2 separate regions of the Sus scrofa genome follow, and region 2 is linked to region 1. Evidence: chromatin contacts called from public HiChIP or PLAC-seq data. All regions are on one chromosome and are shown on one strand. Each heading gives the region's core, a stretch centred on a gene start, on an enhancer-like site or on the middle of the called end of the contact. The rest is flanking DNA. Distances are from core to core; before and after follow the strand shown.

Region 1 (7,436 bases), core at 1,455-3,954:
TCTGGAAGTATCGTTATTTGAATGCTGGATCATGTAGAGTCCAACATCTATAGTTTCAATTTCTAGGATATGTCTTCAATTTTGTCATTGAAATCTACTACTCAGTTTTGTATGTTTAATATCACTTTTAAATTTCTTTCGTTCTCTGAATGTAACTCTTCATGGCTTTCTCTCCCTACTTGTGAATGCATCATCTTTTCTAACTTTTCCTAAAAATATCAGTTATGATATCAAGAAAATTATTTATCTTTAAATTATGTTTCCTCCCAATTGGTTTTTGGGTTACTGTTGTTTGTTTTGGATTATTTCACACTGGAGACTTTCCTCAAATATTTGATGATCCTTGGCTGTCTGCCCATATTTATGAGGCACTAAAAGTTGATTTGAAGCTCTCTGTATGGTGATGCTGGGCTTTTGGATGGAGAGCTTTGCTATAGGGTCATCAAGCAGGGCCCCGATCTTTTATTGTGGAACTCCCAACTACCTCATTATCTAGATGTCTCTTCTACTGTCTCTTCTACTTTCCTCAGAGAGGAATCTTCCAACCAAATGTAGCCTATGATACCTCTTGTAAAGTTTTTTCTTACCCTATTGAATGTTTCTACACAGGTGGCTCTCTGTATCTTTTACCAATTTCTGATGAAACATCTATCAAACTATTTACTTACAGATTTTTTGGTATTAGTCTTCATACTTTCTAATAGAAGGTAGGTACCTTCTCGTATATAGAATGGAATACTACTCAGCCATAAAAATAAAAAGGTTAAACAGCTTATATACCAATCATTATAAGAGTGGATCTATCAATATAAACAACCTAAATGTCCATCAGCAGATGAATGGATGAAGAAGATAGGATACAGCGATACAATGGGATACTACTCAACCGTGAAAAAGAATGAAATAATGCCATTTGTAGCAATGGATGGACCTAGAGATTATCATACTAAGGGAAGTCAGACAGAGAAAGACAAATACCATATGAGATCACTTATATGTGGAATCTAAAATATGACACAAATGAACTTAGCTATGAAACAGAAACAGACTCACAGACATAGACAACAGACTTGTGGTTGCCAAGGGGGTGGAGTGGGGGAGGGGAGCACTGGGAATTTACAGTTAGCAGATGTAAACTGTTATATGTAGGATGGTTGAACAAGGTCCTACTGTATAGCACAGGGAACTATATTCACTATCCTGTGGTAAACCATAAATAAAGGAAAAGAATGTAAAAAGATAATTTAAAAAAAGCACATTGAAAAAAATTTCAGGGAGTTCCTATTGTGGCTCAGAAGTAATGAACCTGACTAGTATCCACGAGGATGTGAACTCGATCCCTGGCCTTGCTCAGTGGGTGAAGTATCTGGTATTGCTGTGAGCTGTGGTGTAGGGTGCTGATGTGGCTCAGACCCTGTGTGGCTGTGGCTGTGGCATAGGCTGGCAGCCGCAGCTCTGATTCAACCCCTAGCCTGGGAATTTCCACGTGCTGCAGGTGATGTCCTAAAAAGCCAAGAAAAAAAGAAAGTAGGTACCTTACTCATCCCTGTGTCCCCATCCCCTAGCAAATAACTGACTCACATTTGTCCTCAATAAATGTTTCTCAGGCACTCTATTAGGTTGTGGAGTGGATGAGATGCAGTGGAAGTGGGATTTAAAAAACTTTTTTCTCTCAGATTGTCTATCCATGCCCAAAAGATTTTTAAGGCTAAAAATTTTTATCTCAAGTTAACTTTGGCTTCTGCGTGTATTTTTACAATTAAAGTTCTTAATTTTTTCTTTCAATTAATTCCTAAATTAATTTAAATTTTACACCCTTAAAGTTTTTAGACTGTTCTCAAATATTTAGAAAGGCAGCCCATCTCCGCACTGACGAACATAACCTTGTTTGAGATTTTTCATTAATGATGGTTTTGTTTTTTTCGCCTCCAATAGACAAGACGTGGCACTCAGCAACTTGAGTTGTACCAATTAAAAATCATAATGAACTGGTAGTATACTCTTGCACAACAAAGGCAGAGGGCGTTAAATATTTTTAAATGATGCAAATGTATTTGTCAGCAATTGCCTGCAGTCATGCTTGGTAATTTCCTCCCTGCTCTTGCTCTGCTCAAATATCATTAAAAGAATGTAACCAAGTTCATAACCCATTATGAAACTGAACAGTTACAGCAGAAGAAAAATAAATGCTCCTTTCTTAATCATAGTAAAAAAAAAATGCTCCTTTCTTAATCATAGTAAAAAAAATTTTTTTTAAATTACTTGCTTATTTTTGTTCATCTTCTACACAGTCCCAGACCCTCCCCCATGCATGACTCTTAACAAGTCAGAGTGAATCCTCCTGTCGCTTCCTGCTCAGCTGAATCAACACTCCTGGAGGCTGTGACTAATAAAAGCCACAGCCCATGGTTACACTTGACTTTTGAAAACCCTGGTTAGCTTTAAGGACGTAATTACAAGGGCCCATACTTACTGGATGAGTGAGCTGTTTCAAAAACAAGTCAGACCTCATCAATAATTGGTGACTTATTTAGCTTTATTTTTTGGTATCGACTATTATTTAGCTATTCTGAGATCATGAAGGTGTAAACAAAAGTGTTTGGTTTATAGGCTTCTTAATGACCCTTTGCTTTCCTATACTTGGCTCAAAATAATGAGGAATATAGAAAAGGGGAAATGTGATTTCTGAAAGGAAATCTAACAGAGAGTATGTTTCTGGACATTATTTCAACAGCTAATTATAATGGAGATCAATTAATCTCCAAGAAAAAGGGGCGTATTTCCTCAATCCAAAAATTTACGATTCTCTTCCAATAGTGTCACTGTGCATCTGTCATTGAACCATGAGCAGACTTTCTTTTTTCTTTTTTTTTAAATTTTAGTGAAGTATAGTTGATACACAATATTTGTCTTAATTTCTGTTACACAACAAAGTAATTCAGTTATACATATATAAACATCTATTCTTTTTCCGATTCTTTTCCCCATATCGATTATCACAGAATATTGCATGAGCAAACTTTTAATTTCCTCAAGAAGAGGTTCCACCAACGGAACGTCATGTATACATGACATGTAAAGTATGTATTGCTTTAAGCGCCCCACCTTGATTGACATCCATGCTATAAAGTTCACTTCCCTTTTTTAGTGCCCACCCTAGTCCAATAAGCAGGCAGTGTCACTGGTACACTGGCCACTCATGGAGACCCTGGGCCTGGTGGAAATAATGGGTTTAGCGAATTGACCTGTTTTCTTTCACCACAGGCAAGTGTCTTGACCACATGATCTTAAAACTTTCTGTTCTCAGTTCCCCCATTCCCTTCGGGTCTCAGCTCCTTGCCTCTGCCTTCAACACTCAGTTGAACCTCGCTCAAAAAGGCCATTTTTGATGTCCTAGTTGACAAATACAGCAGGCTATTTTTTTGCTTTTATGTTTTTTTTGTGTTTTAAAAAGCAATCGGTATAGCTGACAACCTTCCCTTAGACCTCGCTGTTGGTTTTCTTTCTGATCCTTTTTAACCCCTTTTCTTTCCCATTTTTCTCAATTTCTCTATCATTTCTTTTTTTTTTTCTCCACAGTCTTTTACTATGTTAAAGTTTCTGCCATATTAAAGGAAAATTTCTCCTCTGAACTTGCTATCCCCTTAGAGATCATGCTATATTTTACCCATTTCATTATTTAACCCCACAAGAGAATATAAAACATTTCCTACATTTCTTCATGGTCCATGTACTTTAAAGTTCTCCATAATCAGGCTTATAACTCATCAATCTGGTAAAATGGCTCTGACAGAGTCATGAATGACTTTCTAACTCTTTAAAATCCTCCCCTTATTAAACTTGTCTTTCCAGCACTTGACCTTGTTGCTCACTTCCTTCCAGAAGCTCTCTCTTCCTTGGCTTCCAGGACATTGGTCTTTTCTGGTGGTCTTCTTGCCTCTCTGGACATTTTATTTATTTATTTTTCAAACTCCTTCCGTCCCATTGTCAACCCCTAAACACTGATATTTCCCATCATTTGGCCCTTTCATCCTCTTACCTTATAAGAAACCCTAGAGGAAGTCTACCCTTTCCCCTGGCTTTAATGGCCCTATGGATGCTGATGACCAGTGTGTAATATACAGGGTCCAGCATCTTATGCTTTTGTTTTCTGCTGTGCCATCTTGCTTTGGACTATGGGCCCAGCCACTCTGAGAGACATAGCTGATGTCCTTCACAGCATCCCCCTTTGTTTTGTAGATTTTTTTTCTCCAGGGCCCTATTCCTATTCTCAAAGGCCATGACACTTTTTGTTTATTTCCTCTCAATTCACAGGGCCCCTTTGGTCCTTGGGAAATGTTGCTCGGTTACTCCTCTGAAATAAAGTTTGAAAACAAAATCTTCTTAGCTCATCTCTCAGGCAAGAAATATCAGACCTCAGGATAACTGCTTGGTATCTGACTAGGTATTTGAGGCTGGGGAGGAAAAATATCTATCTCATTGCATGTTCTACCATCACTTCAAATACAGCCCAAACAAACTTTGCCATCCTCTCCCATCACATATGACACTTTATCTGCTTCTTTTCCTTTTATTTCCCAAGCTGGTAAATATTATTACCATCCCCTTAGTTACCCAGGCCAGAATCCTCTGTGCCATCTCAGGCCCCTCACTCCTCCTGACCTCCCTTGTCCATCTAATCCTGCTAATTCTGTTGTCTAATTGTCTTTTAAAACCAGCTTTGCATGGTCCTTGGTGTCAGTGCCTCTATCCAGGCTCTATTTGTCACTGTCTCCAGCTGTTTCCTCAAGTAGTGCTGCCTACAATCTGTCTTCCACACTGTTGTCAAAGGGCTCATGTAACTACTGACCTAGTATTATATTTATCTCCTGCTTACAAATCTTTTGATGGTTAGCTTTCTAGTGATTTTATGGGAAGTTCAGCCGTCTTACTGTGCTGTGCAAAGCCTTTCATACTCCTCCTTGTCTTCTCTCTGGTCTCTTGCCATCCTCTGCACCGACCATATACATCATTATCCTTAGCCTCTGAGCCGCCTTCTTTATGTTGTTTTCCCTGTCTGTAACCCATCTTCCTCCCTCCACTCTTCCCCACCTGTTGCCTCCACTCATGTCTACTCATCAGGAAAATGCAAATTAAAACTGGGATGATTTACCACAACTTATCTACCAGAATGGCTAAATGAAGAGCACTTATAATAGCGAGTGTTGCTGGGGATATGGAATCGCTGAAACAGAAATACATGGCTGGTAAGAAAATAAGCTCGCTCAATCACTTTGGGAAACTAATATTTATGAAATCGAAACATATTCAAAAGCATTCAAGGGTCACTTCCTGTTAGAAAGAGTTTCAAACTCATGTTCCCATAACATTTTACGATGGCATTTATCACAATTTACTATACTTGTTTATTTTTTTAAATTCATTTTTCCTGCTAGACTGCCACATATTTTAAGAACAAGACCTGTCTTTTCATGTCTGTCTTCTGAGAGACTGTTTTAAGTCTGGCACATCATGGATACTCAATAAATGCTTGCTGAAGAGAGTGTATGTATACTTAAAAAAAAAAAAAAAGATGTTAATGCTTGATGGCAGTTCTAAATGTAATTCCTTAGTTTATGAACTTGTATGACTTCTTCCGAGAGGAAGTGAAAACTGTAGCTCCAATGCCCCCCCCTTTTCAGAAAACTCTACAATTTTAAGAATCAGATTTTTAAAATATCACACCACTCGTAAAAGGAACAAATAAAATGAAATGAACTTAACATGTCACACCACTCACCTAGCAAAAATTGTCAGAGGAAGAGTAAAGTGGCATCAAGAGCTGTGAAGAGAAAGGTCAGCATAGATTAGTGACACCAGTAGAAGCATCAATGGCATAAAAAGTATTTTAGATTCATATCTGATGACTTTATCTAGTTTAAAATAGACTGAAATGTAAAATGAGACACTGCAATCAAATGCAATAAAGATCACTTGAGGAAATAAAGAGAAAAAACTCTACAAGCTCCCTGAAATGAGTCATCTGGTATAAGAGAGTGATGGATTTAGCTCCAATTTTTCTGGAAATTAAGGTGAAGAAAGGAAGCAATTAAGTTACATAGTGTTCGGTTTCTGTTGAGAGGACATATAAATTCCCATTCAAGGAGAATCATCCCGCTCATAAGTGACAGAGCTGGAGTTTGAACTTATCTGCTCCCAGAGCTGGTGTTCCTTCCAGACCTCTAGGCTGCCTCCTCCTCCAACAGTGGTGGATGTGTCTATACTGGTCACAGGGCATCTAATCTGGGGATAAAGGCTGCCTCCCAGAATAGCAAGGATGGTTATGTAAATCTTAGATGTTGTTAGCAACAAGGAGTGTATGATGAAAACCTTGAGGATTCTCACAAATGTAGAACGAAGTATATCAAGTTTATTTAAACTACCTCTATTACTTTTGATAAAAATGTGGAATCACAGGGGAGTTCCCGTCCTGGCGCAGTGGTTAATGAATCCGACTAGGAACCATGAGGTTTCGGGTTCGGTCCTGCCCTTGCTCAGTGGGTTAACGATCCGGTGTTGCTGTGAGCTGTGGTGTAGGTCACAGACACGGCTTGGATCCCTTGTTGCTGTGGCTCTGTCGTAAGCTGGCAGCTACAGCTCTGATTAGACCCCTAGCCTGGGAAACTCCATCTGCCGTGGCAGCAGCCTAAGAAATGGCCAAAAAAAAAAAAAAAAAGTGGAATCATAAAATTTGTAATCCCTTGGTGCTCTGTGATGTTTCTAAGAGTGAATGAAAGATCTGGGTAGGAGAACATTCTTTTGTTCTGCAGCAGTGAATTCCACCAGTCTATCTTCTAGCTCACTTATTTGTTCTTCTATTTCATTTATTCTGCTATTGAATTTTTCTGCTAGTGTATTTTTCATTCCATTTCTTGTATCTTCTTGGCTGTGCCTCCATTCTTTTTCCAAGATCTTGGATCATCCTTACTATCATTACTCTCAATTCTTTTTAAGATAGATTATCTCTGCTTTACTTAGTTGTTTTTCTGGGGTTTATCTTGTCCCTTCATCTGGAACATATCTCTCTGCTGTTAGGTGGGACAATGTCTCTGTGCCAAAAGGGGGACCTCTGGGAGAGCGTATCCAGATGATTATTCCCCAGGGCCTCTGCCATCAGTGTCCTTGCCCCCACTGTGAGCCATAGCTGACTCTTACCTCCTCAGAAGACCCTCCAAGACCCACAGGTAGGTCTAGCCCAGGTGCCTGTGGAGTCCTTGCTTTGCCCTGAGTTCAAGTGCATGTGAAACCTTGTGTGCACCCTCTAAGAGTAGAGTCTCTATTTCCTCCAGTCCTGTGGAGCTCCTGCACTCAAGCCCCACTGGCCTTCAAAGCCAAATGCTCTGGGAGCTCCTTCCCCTGATTCTAGATCCCCAGGCTGGGGAGCCTGGCTTGGGGCT
Region 2 (7,436 bases), core at 2,735-5,234, 380 kb before region 1:
GGGGACCAAACTGCAGAAGCCAGTTTACCCACAATCCACCCCAAGGCCCCAGAAAAACTTCTAAAAGAAGGAGTTGCCATGTCTGACAACAGAGCCCTGTTCTCTTGCTTTGAACAAATGGCATGACCTACAGTGATGCCTTCTGAATTAAACTGTATTAATACGAAAGAAAACAGACTCTTCTGAGCCTTTCAAAGTGATTTCTGGAGAAACTCAGGCATTTCAAAATTCTTTAGTACAGTTCAGTAATTCGAACAGATCAAAAAATAGTTGAAAACTGTGAGAACCCATAGGAGAAAATGAATGGACTGATGCACTTTTAATTAGCAAGAAATAAACACTTGTAGAACAATTTCAGTATGTTTAGCTATTAGCGGTACAGTGCAGGAAGAAATACAAAAATATAGTCTTTGAATGTTAAAATAAGATTTAGAATTATATTTAAGTTTTTATATGCTCTGTATCACATTTACTAAAGAATAAATTCAACCTTCCCTGTAAAAAAAAAAAAACAAAAAAACAAAAGCAAAAATTCTTTAATACAGTTAAAGAAATGTGGTATCAGATTACATCGCAAAAATAAATGCTGAGTCTAGATTATAGTGTAGTGCCCACACGTCTATTTATAAATGCTTAAAAGGCAACTAATGCCTAAAGATACCTGTACAGTAGAAAACTGACAGAACAATGTAAACCAGCTATAATGGAAAAAATAAAAATCATTAAAATAAAACAAATAAAGATACCTTTTTTAAAAAATAAATAAATAAATAAAGATACCTTTAATAAACTCTTAGTGGACCTATAACCTCTCCCTTACATTTCTGTATCAGGTTTTCCTAAGAGCTTCATTTTAATTTGCAAGTAAATTTTGTTTTCAAAATGTGCTCGAAATGCAAGCGAAACTAGCGAATTAAGTTCTGGGGGCTGTGTCAAGGTCAGTTTTCTAGTCTGACGCTGTACTAGTGACACAAAGACGCACTGGCAGATACTGGGGGAAGGGTGAGTGGGACTTCTCTTTTTTCAACTTCCTGTGAATCTGTAGTTATTTCAGTTATTTGAAAAAATCATTTCGAAAGTCTACTTTACAATTTTTCCATTTCTATCGCAGAAATTTGGCCTTGTTCTCTAATTGGATCTGTGTCATCCAGATCCCTGAAGGTGCTAATCCCTATGTATGGAGGGGCAGGGGGCACTCATTCAGTTACTGGCTTATCTGCCTTCTACAGTAATTATTCTTTTCTTAGCCTCACAGACCTTATGTCTTGTTTCACATACATCAAGAGACAGTATTTTAAATAAAGATTATAATCCAGTATAATATCACAATATAAAAATCACACAACTGGTTAAAAATCTGTTTAAATCATTCCCTCAATGCTTCAAAAATGTAACTACAAAAAGTATTACCACTGGTATGCTTTATCTGTGAACTTCAACTGTCCTCATAAATCCTGTTTCTTGGCAGCTCTATTCTAACCAAGGTACATATGTATGGCTGCTGGTTCCAACTGGGATCTTAGAAAAGCATTAGGGGTTGGACAGGATGCTGGTCCCATTTAGTGCCTGGAAGTCGGTACAAAATATGGTGCAGCGAGTTCCCTTCCTGGTTAATTTTATCAGGGAGCAGCCCCAGGAGACTGAACGGATGGTGCAAAAACTCTCTATCTTCCAGTGCACCCTCTGAGTCCTTATTAATAAAACTCATGGAACGATTACCATTTTCTTCCTCTTATAAATGACTTTTTATTCTTTATATACACGTGGCTTTCATGTCAGGTACAAATATAAAATGATGCAGAAATCCATTTGATGATTTAATACATATTCATTAAGAGTTAATTACAAAAATACAAATATTCAAATAGCTTAATGGCTGTAAATTAAACCATTTTTTAACAAATCATTTGGTAGAAGTAATATTCATTTAATCAATCACTACATACTAATTATACACACACACACGAAGCATTTAGCAAGCCTTAAAATGTCTAAGAGCCTTTCGGAAAATAACTCTCAACTGAATTCCATAAACAGTATTATACCTGAGCAATGATTTGTTCTCCATCGTTGTACACTTTGGTGCCTATTACATCCACCACTTTCAGGCGTTCAGAAACCTACAAAGGAAAAGAAGATTATACAGCTGACCCCTGAACAACATGGGGTTAAACTGTGCATATCCACTTACATGCAGATTTTTTCAATAAACAGTCACCCCACCCCCACTCCCATCCATGGGTGCAGAACCAGAGATAGGGACAGCCAACTGTAAGGGACTGAGCATCCACCAAGGTCCTGGAAACAGTCCTGCAGATACTGAGGGACAAGACTATATGAAACAGCCTGATCGGGTAATCTTAACTATTTCAGGTTTTTTCGTTCCTTTCTGGCCACACCCATAGCATGTTAGTTCCCACACACCAGGGATGGAACCCACACCACAGCAGAGACCCAAGCCACCGCTGTGACACTGATGGATCCTCAATCCACTGCCCACAGATCTTCCTTAACTGTTTCAAGGTTTAAAAATGGTAGCCTATAGGCCAAATAAACTGAGCAATGTGTGGGTCTGTGTGTGTGTGTTTGCTGTATTAACTGCCCACATTTTAAAATAAATTTTCAATAAAAACTTGAATTTCCAGCTTCTCTTGAAAAATCGGGACACTCAGCAACAGTCAGCCCATATCTCCAAATTGCAAAAATAAACTCTGTTAACTAGCAGCTGTTTCTTTAGATGGAGCACATGTTTTCCAGTTTACCAAAGTCCCATCCTGGCTTGGTTTTCTTCAATATGTTAACTCTAAGGCATGTGCATTTCCAACCCCTGAGCTATTTTTATTTAGAGAGAACTGTTGCTGGAAAAGATCAGCTGCCCAAAATGCATTCTGAAATGTGGCCTGAATTTCTACTACTTTAAGCCAACAGAGAGTCACATCCGCCCATGAGTTCGTCAGTCCGAAGGACTGTGGCTTAGATGCTGGAAGGATGGCAGTGCTGTCTCTAAGATGGGAAGTGGGGTGGGAGGAGGTTTGGGCCGGATTAGGTGTGAGCTTTCTATCAGACACCCCAGAGAAAATGTTAAATATGCAGTTAGATAAATGAGCCTGGCGTTCAAGGGCTGGGCCTTGCCCAGTAACAACAATTCTAAGAGGCATCAACATAATAGACTTATAAGCCAGGGGATTTGACAAGTTCACCATGTGAAGAGGGTTAGGGTGAGCCTGCCAAAAGAAAAAGAGACCCTAGAATGCCAATTTTAGGAGAAAGGAGAAGAGGAATAAAGGAGGAGAGGCCAGTGAGGATGTGCTGTATTTGGATAATCTGATCCTATAAAGGCATAACTAAGCGGCCACTGCCTACATTTGTGGGGTTCTTTTAAGTCTGCGTTCAGATAAAGACCAAATACAGATCTGCCAAGGATGCTCCTAGGAGTCTATTGCTTACATACGACAAAACAAATGCAGCTATAGGCAGGAAAAGAAAGGCTGAGCTGTACAAACGCTATATAATCTTCTCAAATGAAAATATGGATAAATTATTATTCAAAGAAACTTCCAATAGAACTAAGCATTCCCAACAAAACAAAAGCTTTTAAAGCAAAATAAAAGCACAAACATATACTTACTTCCAAAGATTTAAGGAATGGCAGTGACTCAATAAAGCTTTCATACATTTTCCTCTTTTTGGCATTATTTTTTACAATTATTCTCCTGAAGGTTACCCTGTCCTAAAGGCAGAATGTCAAATACGAAGACAGTTAAAAGGTAGACTTTATGGGGAAAGAAGGTTTGAAGAGACAGTTTGAATTTATTCCCTACAAAGAACAAACAATAATTGAAGATTTTGAAATAAAAGATGAACATCATTATACTTCTAACGTAACTCATTTCAGATTACTTCTTTAAGCATACATGTAGAACCATATAAAACGTGACTTTCAGGTTTTTTAAAGAAAGCACCAACGTGTAACCGGCGGGCTACACCACAAGGTGGCGCTGTCGCACCACTTAATACGCTCCCCGTTCTTTCCTGCCCCACCCCCTCCCCTTTTGAGAGAAAAGTGATTTATGACGTATGCATTAAAGGTATAAACAATACGTTGATATGACATACCTATATACTGTGAAATGATTACCACCACAGATGGTTAATACCGCTATCACCTCACATAATTACCATTTCTTTTCTGTGGTAAGAACATTAAAGATTTATTCTTTGCAGCTTTCAAGTATATACTGTTGTTAACTATAATCATCACGTTTTACACCGGATCCTCAAAACTTACTCATAACTGCAAGTTTTTTCTCTTTAACCTACCTCTTCCCCACCACCCTCAGCCCCTGGCAACCCCATCATCCTACTTAGTTTCTGAGAATTGAAACCAGCAAGTGAGTTCTTTCGCTACAGATAACAGCCTTAGAGTGTTATGAAATCAATTCGGTGGGACATGACTGGCATTTTTTTTAGGTGTAACTGGCACACAACATTTTATTAGTTTCAAATGTACAACATAATGATTCAGTATCTGTATATATCGTGAAATGATCATATTAACTCTAATTAACATCCATCACCATACATATAGCTACCACATTTTTTTTCTTGTGATGAGAAATTTCAAATGTACAACACTGTTACTATTAACTGGTTACCGTGGTGTATACTCTGTCCTCAGCATGCATTTGTATCTAGAAATTTGTACCTTTTGACCCCCTTGACCCATGACCGGCATTTTCATCTTTAAAAAAGAAAAAACAAAAGAGAAAATCTGTGGGCATCCTTTTTAGTCAAGTGTTGAGTTATATATTTATTTCCATTATACACAAAGGCACACAAACATATACACTGGTGTGACATTTCCTAATGTGTTTCTTGTGGACTGCAGTAAAAAAAAAAACGATGGAAAACAGTATTAGGAAAAATTTTTAATCATGCACTTACAATGTAAAGAGATATAGAAAAATTATTGACTAGGCTTTTTATCACATCCATATACCAGAGTTTCTTTTTTAAAATATACAGAGAAACTACGACTTCTTTGAGGAGAGTTTGATGACAGTGTTTATCATGCTCATCATTCTAAAATGTTCCTATGTTTATACTACTTAACCTCAAGGATACAGAAGTGAAATAAGGAACCAGGGAAAACTTTAAAGCTAATGGCTCTAAAAATGGTTTTACTACAAATTTTATATTACAAAAATTCCTACCAAACATTTAGTTCTCAGAGTGCTCAGAATTACGTTAGTTTGGCATAAACTGATAAACAACAATACCGTTTAATATAAAGTAAAATTAATTGGAATATGTTCTTTAATAAATTACTGTGCCAACATATTAAGGCTGAATTTAAATGAACTGATAGGATGGGGGAAAAATGCAAGTGTGGATTAAGTCTCTAGGAAACTAAACATCTTGTTCTCCGATTTCGTTTATTATAATTTTATAAGGGTTATAGTTTAGACTTAGTCATTTTTTAAAAAGAGAAAAAAATTTAAGATAATTGTAAAATATTGAAATAATTTCCAAGTCTAGCTCTGCATCAGAATCAGCAGTGGTGTTTTAAAAAAAAAAGTTTCTAAGATCCCATACTTTATTTTTATTTATTTACTTTTTTTAGGACCATACCCAGGGCATATGGAAGTTCCCAAGCTAGGGGTTGAATTGGAGCCACAGCTGCCAAGCCTACACCACAGCCACAGCAACGAGGGATCGGTGTTTGCAACCTACTTTGCAGCTCATGGCAACACCAGATCCTTAACCCAGTGAGTGAGGCCAGGGATCGAACCTGAATCCTCATGGATCCCAGTAAGGTTCTTAAGACACAGAGCCACAACGGAAACTCCTAAGATCCCACACTTTAATGACTCAAAATCTTGGCACACAGGACTCTATATATAATAATCTGTATTCTGTAAAAACTCTCCAAGTGACTCTGCTATGTAATCTGTTCTGGGGACTGGCTGCACACCACTTTATGAAGAAGAGTTTACAGCAAAACAGAGAAGCCTAGAAAGAGGTTAGCAATTTAGAAATTAATCATAATGAGCAATGTGTGTCAGAAAAAAATTTCTATTAGTGGCTCACCTCTTCACACCCACTGTGACATAAAAATAAAATCCAGAAAGTCCCATTTCAAAGATTTTCATCCTATAGTCATTTCAGTCCTCACCTCTCTGAATCACCAGCACAGTCCTGCAGATCAGTTAATTCCCCAGGGCTAACAGTGACCTCGTCTTATTTACAAAGCTGGACTCTTCTACAAAGGACTTTTCTCTTGAGATTTGCTTATCTTTATACCTGCACTGATGCGGCAGAGCTCCAATCTGTTGGTCTTAAAACTTTCTCCGGAAGGGGGCTGGTTAGGTGAATTGCTAAGAAAGCAGGTTTGAAGTATTAACTGATTATGTTAATTATTATGATTTTTAAAAGCAGCTATTGCACTTATGCACACACCCCAAGGTGATCATCACAAACTGTCCACTTTCTTTTTTTAACGGCTGCACCTATGGCATATGAAGTTCTCAGGCCAGGGACTGACTCCAAACCACATCTGCAACCTATGCCACAGTTGTAGTAATGTCAGATCCTTTACGCCACTGTACTGGGGCTGGGGATTGAACTTGCACCTCCACAGTGACCCGAGCTGCTGCAGTTGAATTCTTAACTCACTGTGCCACTGTTTGTAAAGTTTAAAATATGTACAGATTAGTAAAAATCTCTGAAAATGACCTAAGTATCATGCACCCTGGGAAATGCTGGGCCTTTGTCAGTAGTTTAGGGTTCCCGCCAGGGCTGAAAACTATCAGGAATCAAAAGGCCAACCAGCTAAATATGTGACCTTGTTCAGAGGAACTGCAGAGAGGAGGCTTCCGTGTGACAATCTGATTCTGGATAGCAACCCCATCAGGATGATTAAATTTTCAGTGATACCTTCCTTAAGGAAACTCAAGACAGGGCAGGTAAGCACTTCCTAGGGGCCAAGTTCACTCAGGTTTGAGTTTTTAACTTTGCTGGCTTTGGGTACTGAGATCTTTCATCCTCCTTAAAACACTTCAGATGATGAGCCTGAAACAATTCCAATTCCAACTGGAAACAATTCCAATTCTTCTTCCAGCACTTAAAAAGTGACTCATCACATTTTTAATAAGTAAACAAGTAACTGCCTGGTTTTAATAAGAAGAAATGAGACAAAAAAACAAAAGAGGGGGAGCTCCCATCATGGCTCAGTGGTTAACGAATCCAACTAGGAACCATGAGGTTGCGGGTTCGATTCCTGGCCTTGCTCAGTGGGTTAAGGATCCGGCGTTGCCGTGAGCTGTGGTGTAGGTTGCAGAGGAGGCTCAGAGTTGCTGTGGCTCTGGCGCAGGCTGGCAGCTGCAGCTCTGATTCAACCCCTAGCCTAGGAACCTCCAAATGCCACGGGAGCGGCC

What was found. HiChIP or PLAC-seq counts read pairs in DNA pulled down with a chosen protein or histone mark.
Region 2: an H3K27ac HiChIP or PLAC-seq map of alveolar macrophages shows a contact between it and region 1. The contact joins two enhancer-like sites. A contact is called at or near these places in 1 of 47 Hi-C or Micro-C datasets (embryonic fibroblasts) and 1 of 2 datasets of contacts at active chromatin or transcription factors (alveolar macrophages).

Annotation. Positions count from the first base shown.
Region 1 is chr9:106,567,704-106,575,139 of Sscrofa11.1, reverse strand. All of the region lies in intron 2 of LOC102163285 (a long non-coding RNA gene), which reads left to right. Among named protein-coding and RNA genes, the nearest start is that of CCDC71L, 26 kb to the right of the region's middle. Within about 2 kb of position 2,704, at least 13 of the 83 cell types and tissues checked have an H3K27ac peak or open chromatin away from gene starts, as enhancers often do. A contact at or near this core is called in alveolar macrophages, where this site is marked.
Region 2 is chr9:106,944,104-106,951,539 of Sscrofa11.1, reverse strand. PRKAR2B (cAMP-dependent protein kinase type II-beta regulatory subunit) reads right to left here. Exons shown (of 11, transcript XM_021102599.1): 7 at 3,629-3,730; 8 at 2,046-2,120. Among named protein-coding and RNA genes, the nearest start is that of HBP1, 18 kb to the left of the region's middle. Within about 2 kb of position 3,984, at least 12 of the 83 cell types and tissues checked have an H3K27ac peak or open chromatin away from gene starts, as enhancers often do. A contact at or near this core is called in alveolar macrophages, where this site is marked.